Linked DNA regions of Mus musculus: region 1 is linked to region 2. Evidence: chromatin contacts called from public promoter capture Hi-C data. All regions are on one chromosome and are shown on one strand. The core of a region is the stretch at or near the end of the contact, and the rest is flanking DNA. Distances in the headings are between cores, read along the strand shown. Region 1 holds the start of Hoxd1 (homeobox D1). Region 2 holds the start of Dlx1 (distal-less homeobox 1).

Evidence for each region. Promoter capture Hi-C pulls out the DNA fragments that hold promoters and counts their contacts.
Region 1: a promoter capture Hi-C map of embryonic stem cells shows a contact between it and region 2. The contact joins the promoter of Hoxd1 here to the promoter of Dlx1 in region 2. A contact is called at or near these places in 3 of 39 promoter capture datasets (cranial neural crest, embryonic stem cells and frontonasal cranial neural crest).

Annotation. Positions count from the first base shown.
Region 1 is chr2:74,760,137-74,766,538 of GRCm38.p6, reverse strand. Hoxd1 (homeobox D1) reads right to left here and starts at 3,559. Exons shown (of 2, transcript NM_010467.2): 1 at 2,786-3,559; 2 at 1,397-2,484. The coding sequence starts at 3,437. The coding sequence ends at 2,150. It overlaps Haglr (Hoxd antisense growth associated long non-coding RNA), which reads left to right and starts at 3,643. Exons shown (of 3, transcript NR_110445.1): 1 at 3,643-3,760.
Region 2 is chr2:71,525,484-71,531,689 of GRCm38.p6, reverse strand. Dlx1 (distal-less homeobox 1) reads right to left here and starts at 2,245. Exons shown (of 3, transcript NM_010053.2): 1 at 1,384-2,245; 2 at 534-733. The coding sequence starts at 1,696. It also overlaps Dlx1as.

The DNA of each region.
Region 1 (6,402 bases), core at 2,310-4,809, 3.2 Mb before region 2:
ATTCAGGTGCAATTTCACATTCCTATCACATTGCTGCGTATCAAGAAAAGTCATCGTCCACTGTTGTCTAGACTTTTGAGTTATCAGAGTTGGCGTGCTTGTACTACAGCCTAAACATAATAGCATACAGTTTCTGTGGGACTCATTTGCACCTTTAAGTCTTTCTGTTGAGCTATCTAGAAGTCTTAAGGAAGTGGGGAGAAAGTAGGAGAAACATCCTAACTTGATAAAGTACCCACTTGCTTATATGTGTTTCTATTGCACTTTTCTTCCCCGTTTATGTAACTGCGAGGTAGCCCAGGAGCCCTGCTGACTGTGGGCACCTTCTGCAGAAGGGAGACTAAGTGAAAAATAAGAGTAGAGGGTTTTGTGTTTTGTTTATTTGTAATCTACCCTCTGGCCAGATTTCAAGTTGTACCTCTTCTAAGAAATTAATTTAAAAATATTCCACTGTTAAAAACAGACAAGTAGCCAGTGGTTTTGGCTCACACCTTTAATTCAAGCACTTGGGAGGCAGAGGCAGGAGCATTTCTGTGAGTTCAAGGCCAACGTGGTCTACAGAGTGAGTTGCAAGACAGCCAGGGCTACCCAACCTTGCCTCAGAAAACTAAAACAAACAAACAAACAAACAAACAAACAAGCACCAGACAAGTACCCTGTGTTCTCAGCCAGAGCCTGATCTGGCTTATAGGAAAAGAATGCTGGCTTATAGGAAGAGGATGCTCTTAATTCTGGCTCCTCTCAGCCTCCTTTAGATAGGAAATCGGCCAATGGGAACTTTTGGGTGGGCAGCGGCTTTGCTCAGAGAACACAAAGGATAAAGAAACAAAGTCTTCAGGTCACCTTTCCACTTCCTTTTGTGACAACAGGAGAAAAAGAAAAAGGAGATCTCCCCAAGTGTCTCTGGATTTTCAGCAGTCCTGTAATGGGCTCCCAGCCCTTGAGTTAATGTGCATGTCCACCATAAAGCTCAGGGGAAAGAACTATTTCCGTAGTGTTTTGAATTTAGCAGAGTAGCTCTCTGCTATGTACATCAGATTTGCCCAGATAATTATGGATTATTTGCTTTGTGCTTACAACCTGTAAGAAGCGTTACTTTTGCCGGGCGTAGTGGTCCATGCACACTCTTAATTCCAGCACTCAGGATACAGAAACAAGCAGATCTCAGAGTTCAAGGCCAGCCTGGTCTACAGAGTGAGTTCCAGAACAGTTAGGGCTACAAAGAGAAACTCTTATAAAACAAAACAAAACAAAACAAAAACAAAAAACAACGAAGAGGAGACGGTGATGGTGGGGGTGGTACTTTTAGGTCCCCAATGTAAATAAACTCCCATTTTGAAACTGGATCAGCTTAAGGAATCAAAATGAAAGGGATGTAAGAAAAGGCAGAGAATAGTAGATTCTGTAACTTTTATTACCAAAAAAAAAAAAAAAAAGTCAAAATCTTTACATGCTATGCATGACATTAAATGTCATATATAAGGTTCACTGCAAGCAAATCTTTAAAAAATATACATACTGTATATATTTACACTTCAAGTTTGAGTAACTGATGCCAAGGTATAATTCAGATTCTAATCCTTACCTACCCTGTGGATTTGTTCCGCTACTAACTAAACAGTGATTGTGTTTCTTCACCCAGGCACACGAAGAGGTAGGAGCGCCACTTTAAATAAACAAACTGGAGCACAATATGAAGATCATCATTGAAGCAGCTTAGCTACATAGAGGAAACCCTAGCTAGCTTTGATCATCTCAGGAAGCTGAATATATGTAGTCTGTCCAGGAAATTAAAACTGAAACAACTTCAGAGAGATACGTTTCTGACCACACTAGACTAAGAAGGCCTGCCACTCTGCACCCGAGAATTTTAAGTGGCTCACATAGCAGCGTTTAGGCAGGTAGCTAAGACACCTTTCCTCCCCATGAGGCAAAAATAATATGCGAATAAAAGATATCAAATATATATCTCTATACACAGCCTCTGGAACTCAGAAGCCAATTTAGACAATTCCTTTGCCAAGTAAAATCCGTATTAATTTCTACCCATGCCCACCTCCAGCCCAAACTAAGCTCTCAAGTCTATTCAAAGGTGGGGAGCAGTCTGTGACTTCTGTAGACCCAAGGTCCTCAGCCTTAAGAGTGGGCCTCAGGAAGGCTCTTGAGCCTGAGAAGGGCTTCCTAGATTCCGGCCAGATTTGATGGGACTTGTTTCTGACCGGGGAAGCTTAATCGAGGCCACAGAGGCAGCTGTGGCCAGAAGCCCCTCTCGTTCCCTCTTCTTCTGCTTCATCCTACGGTTCTGGAACCAGATTTTGACCTGGGTGTCATTCAGCTGTAAACAGTTGGCTATCTCGATGCGTCGGGCTCTAGTTAGGTACTTATTGAAATGAAACTCTTTCTCTAGCTCTGTCAGTTGCTTGGTGCTGAAATTTGTGCGGATGGCACTGGGAGGGCTTGTGGCTCCATATTCGGACAGTTTGCCTGCAACATAAAGACAAGGTGTGAGCAGGAGGAGGAGATGCTGAAACTATCCAGTGGAGCTAAGACTTAGAATCAAAGTCACAGCGCAGCCCTCCTGAGTGATGGACACAGCTGAACCAGAAGAAGCGCTCTGCTGAGGCCTCTCAGCTCCTGGGGCATTTTCTGACCCTGGGCTCTGACCAGGGCTTAGGAGTAGAATCTCTCTCCAGGGTTGGTGGCCACACGCTCCCGGCTCTTCACGAAGGAGGCGCCCCCCCCCCCCGAACCCCCAGGTGCCTCCCCTCAGCGCCCACCTCCTTACTTTTCTTGGGGGCGTTCCTCTTCACTTTCATCCACTCGAAAGTGCTGTGGGCGGCCGGGAGGCTGGAGGTGGGAGAGGCCGGCTTGGGGCAGGCTCCAGGGGCCGGGGACACAGTCTGAAAGGGCCCGGGGTGGCCGTCTGCGGGCTCCTTGAGACACGCGGGGAAGGGGCCAGGCTCGCCAAAGGCAGCGAAGTCCACCTGGCCGCTGAGCAGGAATGATCCCCCGCCGGAGAAGACCGCCGAGGTGGCATAGTGGACGTGCGCCCCGCCCTCGTCCGCCGCTCTCCCAAGTGCGCCCGGGAAGTCAAACGCCGGCCCGGACCCCAAGAAGCCATACTCGGCGGCAGAGGCAGGTGCGGCGCCCCGCTCGTAGGCGCCTTCCAGGGTGCAGGGCGCGTACCGGGGCGCGGCGGGCTGTGGGACCGGGGACTGAGCGGGGCCTGCGGGAGGCGACGGCGTGGGCCGAGCGGTGGCCAGGGGCAGGCAGCTCACGAAGGCGCCGTCTCCGCTGCCCAGGGGGAAGGCCGGCTGCAGGGCCACAGGGCGCGCGTCGGCGCGGCAGAACTTGGGTGCGAAGCCGAGCACGTCGCCGCCTACCCCTCCGCTGCCACCGCCCGCGGCGCACGACACGTACTCCAGGTAAGAGCTCATGGCTCGCTCCGCACGACCTAGGCGCCGCACCCTGCAGGTCTGCGCAGCTCCGCCTTCCCGCTACCCCCGCTGCCCTCGCCGAGCCATGGCGAGCGAGCCCGAGGTAAATAGTGGCTTCATATACCGGCGGCGGCAGCCACGTGGCGCCAGCCAGCCAATCGGCGCCTTCCCCGCACTGGCCGGTCCCGACTGGAGTGCGGTTCCACGCGCCTGCCTTGCTGCCAACTTAGCCAAAGTGGCTGAGGGGCCTCCGCCCAGCTCGGGGGAGAGCGGCGCCGGCGGAAGGGCGGGGCGAGAGCCCTGGACATCAGCTCCTGGGACAGGTATTGCGGGAGAAAGGCAGGGAAGGGCGAGGGATGCAGCGGTCAGGGCTGGTCCCTCTCGGGACCCCTTGGGCTATTTCCCGGGGAATGATGGGCGAGCCTGGATGATGCTGGGTAACAGTATTGCTTTTGCCCTGAGGGGACTCTACCCAGCCCTCCCTCTGAGAAGGTCAAGTTACTCTTGCCCCTCTTTGGGGGGGGGGGGGTGCATTCGGGTTTCCTTGACCCAGAAATCCCTCTTGTCCTAAACCTAGAACAGACATTCCTTGCATCTTCCCTCTTTTCTGCCTCACCAATGACTCCTGGGACCACCTAGGCCGGGGGGGGGGGCCGCGGGGGCGCGGGGGGTGAAATCATTTTCACTAGCTTTTCTTTGCACCATTCCCCCCCGCCCCCAGAATTTATCCTCTTCAGCTCCCCTTCCAATTTGTGGCGACGTGGTGAGAATGGATGTTTGTAGTGTCAGTGTCGATTTGGGCAGAAAATAAGTTTGGATTTTCCCTTCTGATGAGGTCATCAGAATACGGAATCCACTCTGTGGCAGAAAGGCCCTTGTACACTATTTAGAAGGCTGGCACGCGAGCTGCGCACGCTTTCACTGAGACTCTTGGCTGGAGGGCGCTGGGCATCCTGGGGACTGGTCAGATCTCAGAGCTTTGGACTGGCTTGTACCTTAAAGCAATTAAAGCTTCTGTTCCATCAGATAAGTGCTGCGTCGTCTCTTGCGAGTGTAATCTGAGGGCTCACGATGTTAATGGGCTCACGTCTTTCCCTTGATAATATGGTTTGTTTACTGAGTGTAGAGAGCCGGGAAATAAAAGTGTAATTGGCACAGGAAATGGAGAGGAGAAGGGTCATACAGACAGGCTTTACACGGACAAACTTTCCAGCTTCCTTAACCATCTCTTTTCATGTTGTCCTCTTTAGGGCAGTAGAAAAACGCCAAGAGAAATAAATACAGGTTATTTGCACACAGCCATAAGTAAATGAAGGTGGTTTTCTAAAAGCCTCTGTATTGACGAGTCTAAAGAGTCGGCTCCAGGTTTATTCAAGTGCCCTTGAAAACTTGATCTTTTGCAGCCTCCAAGTTAGAATGAGTGAGGTTTTGTTATTGCTTTATGTATCCACTCGTCATGAGACAGCGATTGAGCACTTGCCTAAAATTCCACTCAGGCCTCATAGTCCAGGAGTGAGCCCCTTTCAGGGCTGTGGACTTGTAAGTAAATAAAGCTACAGCAAACGCCTATTATGCTAGTGAGGTGGACCTGGTGCAGCTTAAGCACCTAGACTTGGGAATGGTCACGTGACTGAGCACACCGTTACAAGAGTATGGGGTTCTTGACAATGAACGGAAAGTAGAATCCTTCTACTAAAAACAGACCTTCCACCTAAAACTACCCATTATTTGCTTTCCCTGAAGCATATTTTTTGGCGATTCTGTCTTTGCTTGAAGTAGAAACCGTACTAAAATGAAATGAGCAGCTGTTGGTATTTGTATTATTGTTGCTGTTTTGTTTTAACGGTTGTATTGAGAGTGGACATCAGATGTGGAGGTTGGAGTAGTTTTAGTATTTGTTCAGACCCAATTGTAGCTCCCTGATGAATCCATACCAGAGAGCTATGGTCTGTTTATCATCCTCTCTTCTTTTAGTTTTTGAGTCCTTGGGGTTTCCTATGCTCTGGAGCTCAGACTGCTGTCTTCTTTTATTTTGGTTTTGATGTGCTGGGTATCCAACCCAGGGCCTGACAACGTGCTAAGCAAGCACTCTACCACTGAGCTACATACTCAGCCCTTGAGTTGGTTTGCTTGTTGTTTGTTGGAAGCCAAACCTCTGGTCATTTCATTCCATGCCTGAATTCAGCAGATGTTTGCCATTTGCACTAGGTAAGGACACTTTATTATGCCTAGAAAAAGATATCCTTAAGGAAAAGGAGCAAGATTCATTCCTGCAAGGTTCATCCTGTTTCCGTTTGCTGTACTTCAAGTCTAAGAGATCGATCTCTCTCCCCCCCCCCCCCTCTCTCTCTCTCTCTCACACACACACACACAGAGAGAGAGAGAGAGAGAGAGAGAGAGAGAGAGAGAGAGAGAGAGAGAGAATATATACCCAAACCTCACACAGATTAGGCAAATGCTCTGAAACTATCTCCAGCTCATACTTCAGAGTAATCTCAGTTTATAATCATCTGAGGAGAGGCTGGAAGGTATTATTGGGGGAAATGTGCTTAAAAATATGTGAATAGAGAATATTTTTAGTAACTACCCAGTTTGTCTCTAGTGTGAACAGAATAGGAAGGAAATGTCTTACAAATTATATTAATGTGTAAGTCCTGAATCCCTAAGGGCCACTTGCCCCTCTGAGTCTTGGTGCTGTGGGCTCTCCATGGGAGGTGACAGCCGAGGGGCCCCATTGCCAGAATGTGTTTGATGTAGGAATGCTTTGAAATAGCCTGCCTGCTCACCACAGCAGCCATCCACATTCCCACCCTCCCCCACTACCTTTCTCTCCCATCCCAATAGTAAGCTTCTCTTCTGATAGAAGCAGCTCCTGGTGGCCTATCTTCTGTGTGTTTAAAGCTGGTCTTAAGAAACACCAGGACACCCTCTGCTGTAAACACTGCTGTGCTAACCCCTGGGAGAT
Region 2 (6,206 bases), core at 996-3,495:
GAGAAGTGCAGGAAGAAAAAAGAAAAATCTCACTTTTTTTTTCCCCCTTCTTCTTAAGGATCTGGAACTTGGGAAGTGAAGGGCCAGAGGGAAGGATCTGCCTCTGCCACCTCGCAAGAAGAAGGAGGTGGGGGAAGCAGGCTTAGGCCCAGGACCTGAGTGATTAGTGGCACACTTTAAAGGCTAAGGAAGATTAAATCCCCCTTCTATTGTTCCAGTTGTTCAGGCACGTGTGACCTCAGAACCTCCAAACAAAACGTCTGGGGAAATCCTTCCAGTTCCCTGCCTGGTCAGAAGACCAGGTAGCCTGCAGGTCAGAGAGTAGGGTCCGAGCTAGGGCAAACAGTTTGAGGGAGGAAGAGGAGACGCTGAAAGTCAGAGGTGGATACACACACACACACACACACACACACACACACACGGGTTGGGGGGCGGACTGTGACACCTAGAACCAGAGGCCCAGCGAACAAAAAATGTGAAGCCTGGGGCTGGAGCCCAGCTCCCGAGGCTTGTTTGGCAGAGCGGCCAGGTACCTGCGTCTGTGTGAGTCCCAAGGAGGCCGCCAGCTCCGCCCTCTCAGGCAGAGCTAAGTACTGAGTTTGTTGGAACCTCCGGTTCAAAGCCTGCAACTGCAAACTGGAATAAATTGTCCTGGGTTTACGGATCTTTTTCCCTTTGCCGTTAAAGCGCACCTCGCCGCCTTCCACCACCGTACTCTTCTCGGAGTCCGCCCCTGGAGGGACAACAGAAGCAGAGACCCTTGTTAATGCTGCACTGCCTTTAGTGAGGAGGGACGAGAATGAATGTCTATGGATGGGTTGGCAGAAGTAGGGTCCGGAAAAGAACGTTCAAGAAACCCTGAAAGACTGCGAAGGTCCCTCAAGGTCCGAGCGCACGTCCCTGGCTGCTGCAGACAGAATTGGGTCGTTCCCAAGAGCGCAGCTATTGCCTTTGCAGAGAAAGTTTGCTATTTTTTGCAGGCGGTAGTTGAGGTTTAATTACCCTTAATTGCATACATTGTTTATAGCGCTACGCAATAAATAATTACCGAGACTAATACGTGCACATGTGGGTTTCTGTTTTCCAGCAGGGCATTGTGTGCTCGGCGCACCGAGCGGCCCAGAGGCCCAGCCAGTGCCAGGAGACGCGCTCGGATTTATCCTTTGCTGGACAGTTGTAAATTGAATTGACTTATAATTTTTTTCTTTTCAGTGACAAGGATCCACAGATTGATATCCGAAACCTCTACTACTTCCGCGCTTTCCCCACCCCCACCCACCTCTCTACCCCACACTCTCTTGTCTTTTCTCTTTCCCCCTCCCCTTCTCCCCCTCTCTCCTATTCTCCTTCCCTTCTCTCCTTGTCCCTGGCAAGCGCACGTACCTGGGTCCTCCAGGCGGCTCTGGGCGAGGCTGGCGCTGCCGGGGTAGGACTGCACGGAACTGATGTAGGGGCTGGACGCGTGGCTGCTGACCGAGTTGACGTAGGGGTAGCCCAGCGGTCGGGAGAAGGATGAGGCCGAACTGTAGGCACCGTCGGGCTGCGAATGGCCCGCCGAGTGTAAACAGTGCATGGAGTAGTGCCCGTGGGACATGGGAGAAGGAGACATTTGCTGGTTGGGCGGCCCAAACTCCATAAACACAGCCTTGCCCGACACGGGGCTGTTGAGACTTTCTGGCATGGTGGTCATGGTCATCTCTTCTCGCGGGGTCTGGGTGTGGGTCTTTCTCTCCTCTGCTTCCCTTTTGGGGGTCTCTATGTTTCTCAGGACAGGAAGGAACCCAATTTAAGCGGAACAGGGGTTTTCACTTTCCATTCATAAGAAAATGGAGTTTGTCTCTTTGAAAAGTCTAAGCATGATGCTGCCGAGCTCCCCAAACTCGGTTCAAAGCTTTGACTCAGCCAAGGTCATAAATATTCATGAGCTGGTGGAGCTGATTGGTCGGCTCTCTTGCATAATCACCGGGGATTGGTCCGAGAAGCTCGGGCTCGGCTGGACTAGAGCGGGCGACGCGGCCCGGCCTGGGGAGAATCCGGTCCACACGTCCCGGCCGGGGCTCCTCTGCAACAGAGCGCGCGGAGCGGGACGCACAATGGGCTGCGGCGTCCGCGCAGGAACCTCGAAGGCGCGCGACTCCAGCCTCCCGCCTCCCTCGCGCGCTTCCCGCCCCAGAAACCAACCAGCCGCGCCCTGCCGTCGCCCTCCCCCTTGCTGTCCCCACCCTTCGCCCGCCCCCAACGCCTGGGACCCCGGACCACTTCTTCTTGAGGTCACCTAGTCCGGTGCGGAGCGCCGCTCCAGAGTCCGGCCGCGGTCTCTGGATCGCGGAGTCGCGCACTGGGCGACAACCCAGGTAGCCTGCAGCCAGCGGTCCTTCTGAGCGTCTTGTGCCTAGCTCAGCGCGCTCCAGGCCGCGCCTCCCAGGTTGGGGTTCTCTCGGCCACATCCCGGGGATCTGGGTTTGGGGGCCCTCTGGCCCAACTCACTCACTCGGCCGCCGCCCCGCCGTTGCCACCGTTCCCAGGGGCTTGCTCGCATCTCTCCAGGCCCAGCTGGCCACTCCAGCTCGAGGCTGCACGGGTCTGATCAAAGCAGTGCGCGTGGAGAGCCAGGAACCCACGCTTCTCCACCCAGGAAAGGCGGCCGCACCGCCTCCCCCCTCCTTTCCCTCCCAACCTTCCTGCCTCCCCCTCCCCTCTCCACTCCCCCTGAGCCACGAGCCCCGGGCTCACTCGCCCCGAGGGCGCGGCTCAGCGTGGAGTCCTGAGGGCCCGCAGTCGCCTGGTGGCTGGTGCATCGAACTCCTGCCAGGTGGTCATTTTCCGACCTCCTGGGGTCTGGCCAGAGTACTTGGGGTTTGGGAGTCCTAGGGAGACACCGACACCCTCAGCAAATCCTGATCAGTGGTAGGCTTGAATATTTGTGTTTAGATATGCCCCTCTCTGTCGCCCGATCTCTTCCTCACCTCCAGTGGCCAAAGCTGGAGCCTCCGGGCCCGGGGGTGAGGTGGGGAAGCTGGTGAAGGAAAGAGCTGCCAAAGCGCGCTGTCTACCATCTGGGTGCAAGTGTTGAAAAGTGCACAAAAGATTCTCTCGCACTCCACCCCCCCACTACTACCACACACCACCTCGCGTGGCGCAAACTACGCTGGTTGCTAGGGACTGTTGGTTCCCAATCCCGCCAGCCCCACGATGAATCCCAAATTACTTTGTTAGGTAATTAGAAAGTGTTGATAATTATTTCTTTCATAATTTAGCGGTGTGACGGGGACCGGGGGAAATGATCTTGTGAAAGTTCACACGTGCACACGTATTAGTTACTGATTCATTTGATTAAATGGTAGTCTCAAGTGCTCAGATCCGCAGCTGAAGGCGCCCCATTAGCATAACACTGATGTTTAATTTTCATACGCATAATTAGCCATATATTTAACACTAATAGCAACATGCAGCCTTTCAGCGTTAAACAGCCCGGGGATTTGATCTGGCCTGAGCTGAACCTGCGCCGCGGCACCTTCCCCTATCTGGAGTGCACAGTGATCACAGGGAGACCTCTGTAATCAAGCACATTTTGGCAGAGGGAACACCAATAAAAATGAACATTCAAAACAAATTACATCGGTGATGTCGTTACAGATATGAGTACAGGGGATTCATTCTCATTCTCTCTCTCTCTCTCTCTCTCTCTCTCTCTCTCTCTCTCTCTCTCTCTCTCTCTCTCTCTCTCTCCTTCAGCAGCAGCTCCTGCCTAAAGATTTCCTCTTCTGATTAAAGGCATGAGGCTGTGCGCAGAAACATTTCATGCAGCATGTTGGTTGGAGCAAAAGAGAAAAACAAAAGAAAGAGGAAAAAAACAAAACAAAAAACAACAGTCCAAAATTCGTAAACCAATAAAGGGTTTGCCATCGCCTGAAAGGTTTTTTGTTTTGTTTTTGTTTTTTCCTTAATCGCCAAACCACAAGGTGAGGCTTTGTAACACCAACCAACTAAGAACTCCAACTCGCCTCGTCCTGGTCTTCCTGTCGTACTCGCGATTTTAATAGCTCCTTCTTAGTGCCTGTTTTGGGGTGTGGAGTGCCGTCCTGTGCGCCCAACGCAGCCGCTTGGATGCCATCTGAACCGAAGGTCTCTTCGCCTTGCGGGCCTTGCCCATGTAAGTGATCGCTGCGGTTGTGCGCCGGGGTTGGGATGGGGAAAACTGGACTGGTGTCTCTTGGAATTTAGTGCAAGGTATGGGGACGTCGGATGGCCGGATTGCCTAGGACCAGTTTATCCCAGAGACTGGTTGGGTTGGGGAACCAGAGAGCGACCATGGGTCTACTAGGTGCTCTGTCCTTCCACTTAGCAGAGCAGGAGGCCAGGCTGGCTACTGGGAACGGGTGGGCACGATAGGGTTTCAGAGTCTGGCCACATTTAGAACTGAGCTGTGTGTAGGTGAGGGAGCACACTTGAGAATTATTTCCTAACTCAAGGAAGCAAGTCTTGGGAGAAACTGAGCCGGGTCCCTGAAAGAGTGTACAGGCCTCAGCAAACTTCAGGAAGTGAGATCTTATCTCTACTTTGTGAGTCCCGGTGTGCAGTCCTCCAACTGACCCAACTCTAAAGTGACACACCTGCTCCAAAATGCTCAGACCTTTGCCAGCCCAAGTATGAAAGGAACTTAGACTCTCCCATTGGTCCTGAAGGTTCCAGATCGGGAGCAGAACTCACGGGAGTCACCTCAGGAGCCAACAGCTCAGGTAGCCAGCTTACACTTCCTGTCTGGAATCCCTGCGGTTCAGGGTTAGGCGTCAGGTCAATTTAGTTGGTCAGCTGATGAGGAAGTGGAAGAGAGGAGGCTCTTAAAAAACAAAAACAAAACAAAACAAAAAAACGAACCCTACTTCTCAGTCTTAACTTCAAAGAACATTACACAAAATTCCTTTAAGTTTGTTTCCTACAGAGCTGCTGCGTTTAGCAGCACAGGCTAGATTACTAAATCAGATTATATACCTTCCCCATAAATACCTTCACCTGCAATAATTGTCCCAGTGGTTGGTGAAATCCTGTGGTCCTAATAAAACTATCCTTAGGGGGACCTAAGAGTAAACTGATCTGCAGATAAAGACACTACATGCTAATCTGATTGCTCTAGAAAAGAAGTGAAGTCATTCTCTGGCAAGTATCTTTAAGGCAGCTGGCCCTGATCCTCTCTAGGGAATATGGATGCTCCGTGGTCACAGCTTCAGTCTCTGAGTCTCTGCCTGGCGAATTCCAGAACACCTCAAAAGTTTGCCAGTTGATCTTTAAAATTCCCCATTCCTTCTTACCCTCAAACAAAGTCGGTTTAGAATTGCCGCCACACAACTCTCTACATCTCTAGATGTAGACAAACTGATCTGGGGAGTTGGGGACCATGGATGAATTCCCAAGTTTAGAGGAGAGCTGAAATGTACCACTGTGGGCAGTACTTGTCCCCAGCTTCCCACCTCCTCCTCCATGGCTCTGGGTGTCCTGCTAACTCCCTGGGGGTGCCTCTATGCTATCAATCCTGGCAAATGTAAAATCTCCTTGGCTCCCCAGACGATCCAAGCCCTATTAAGGACTCGGGCCACCTGGCCATTTGCATGAACACAAGCCAGAGTTCACAGAGGTTCTGATGTTCTTGCCCCCCGCTGGCCATGCCCAGAGGGGACTGTCTTCCTGTGAGGACTGTCTTCCTGTGAGGCCCAGCCTAGCCCACCCTGAAGGTAGGTTCAACAGATCTCTGACAACAAGGGAAAGCAGAGTGCTTTGGGCAGGAATGTATTTCTGCTCCTGAAGCAGGTGGGCCCTGCAGGCAAGTTGATCCATAGTTAAAACGGAGTTCCAGATGAGCCCAACTAGGACCTTATCTCAAATGTGCCTGGTGTCTTTTCTCTCAGAGATCCTGTGAAGTCTCAGGAATACCTGATTTGTATAGCCCAGGGAAGCCTGTCCCAGGACTGCAGTCAGGAGAGGACAATTTAAGGACTAGCTGGGCTCTAAACTCAAAATCTAAAGAATGGGGTTGCAGCTTAAATTTTTAGTACAACAAATGGTCTAGTGGGGGGAGCGTCTCAGGCTGGCAGGGGGATCAAGCATGGCTGGCTGCTGGTGAAGAGCCTCAGGGATCTGTAAGGGGTTTGGACTGCTCACATCTTCAGAAAGCCTAAACCTATGGTCCACAGTCAAGACAACGTTTGCAG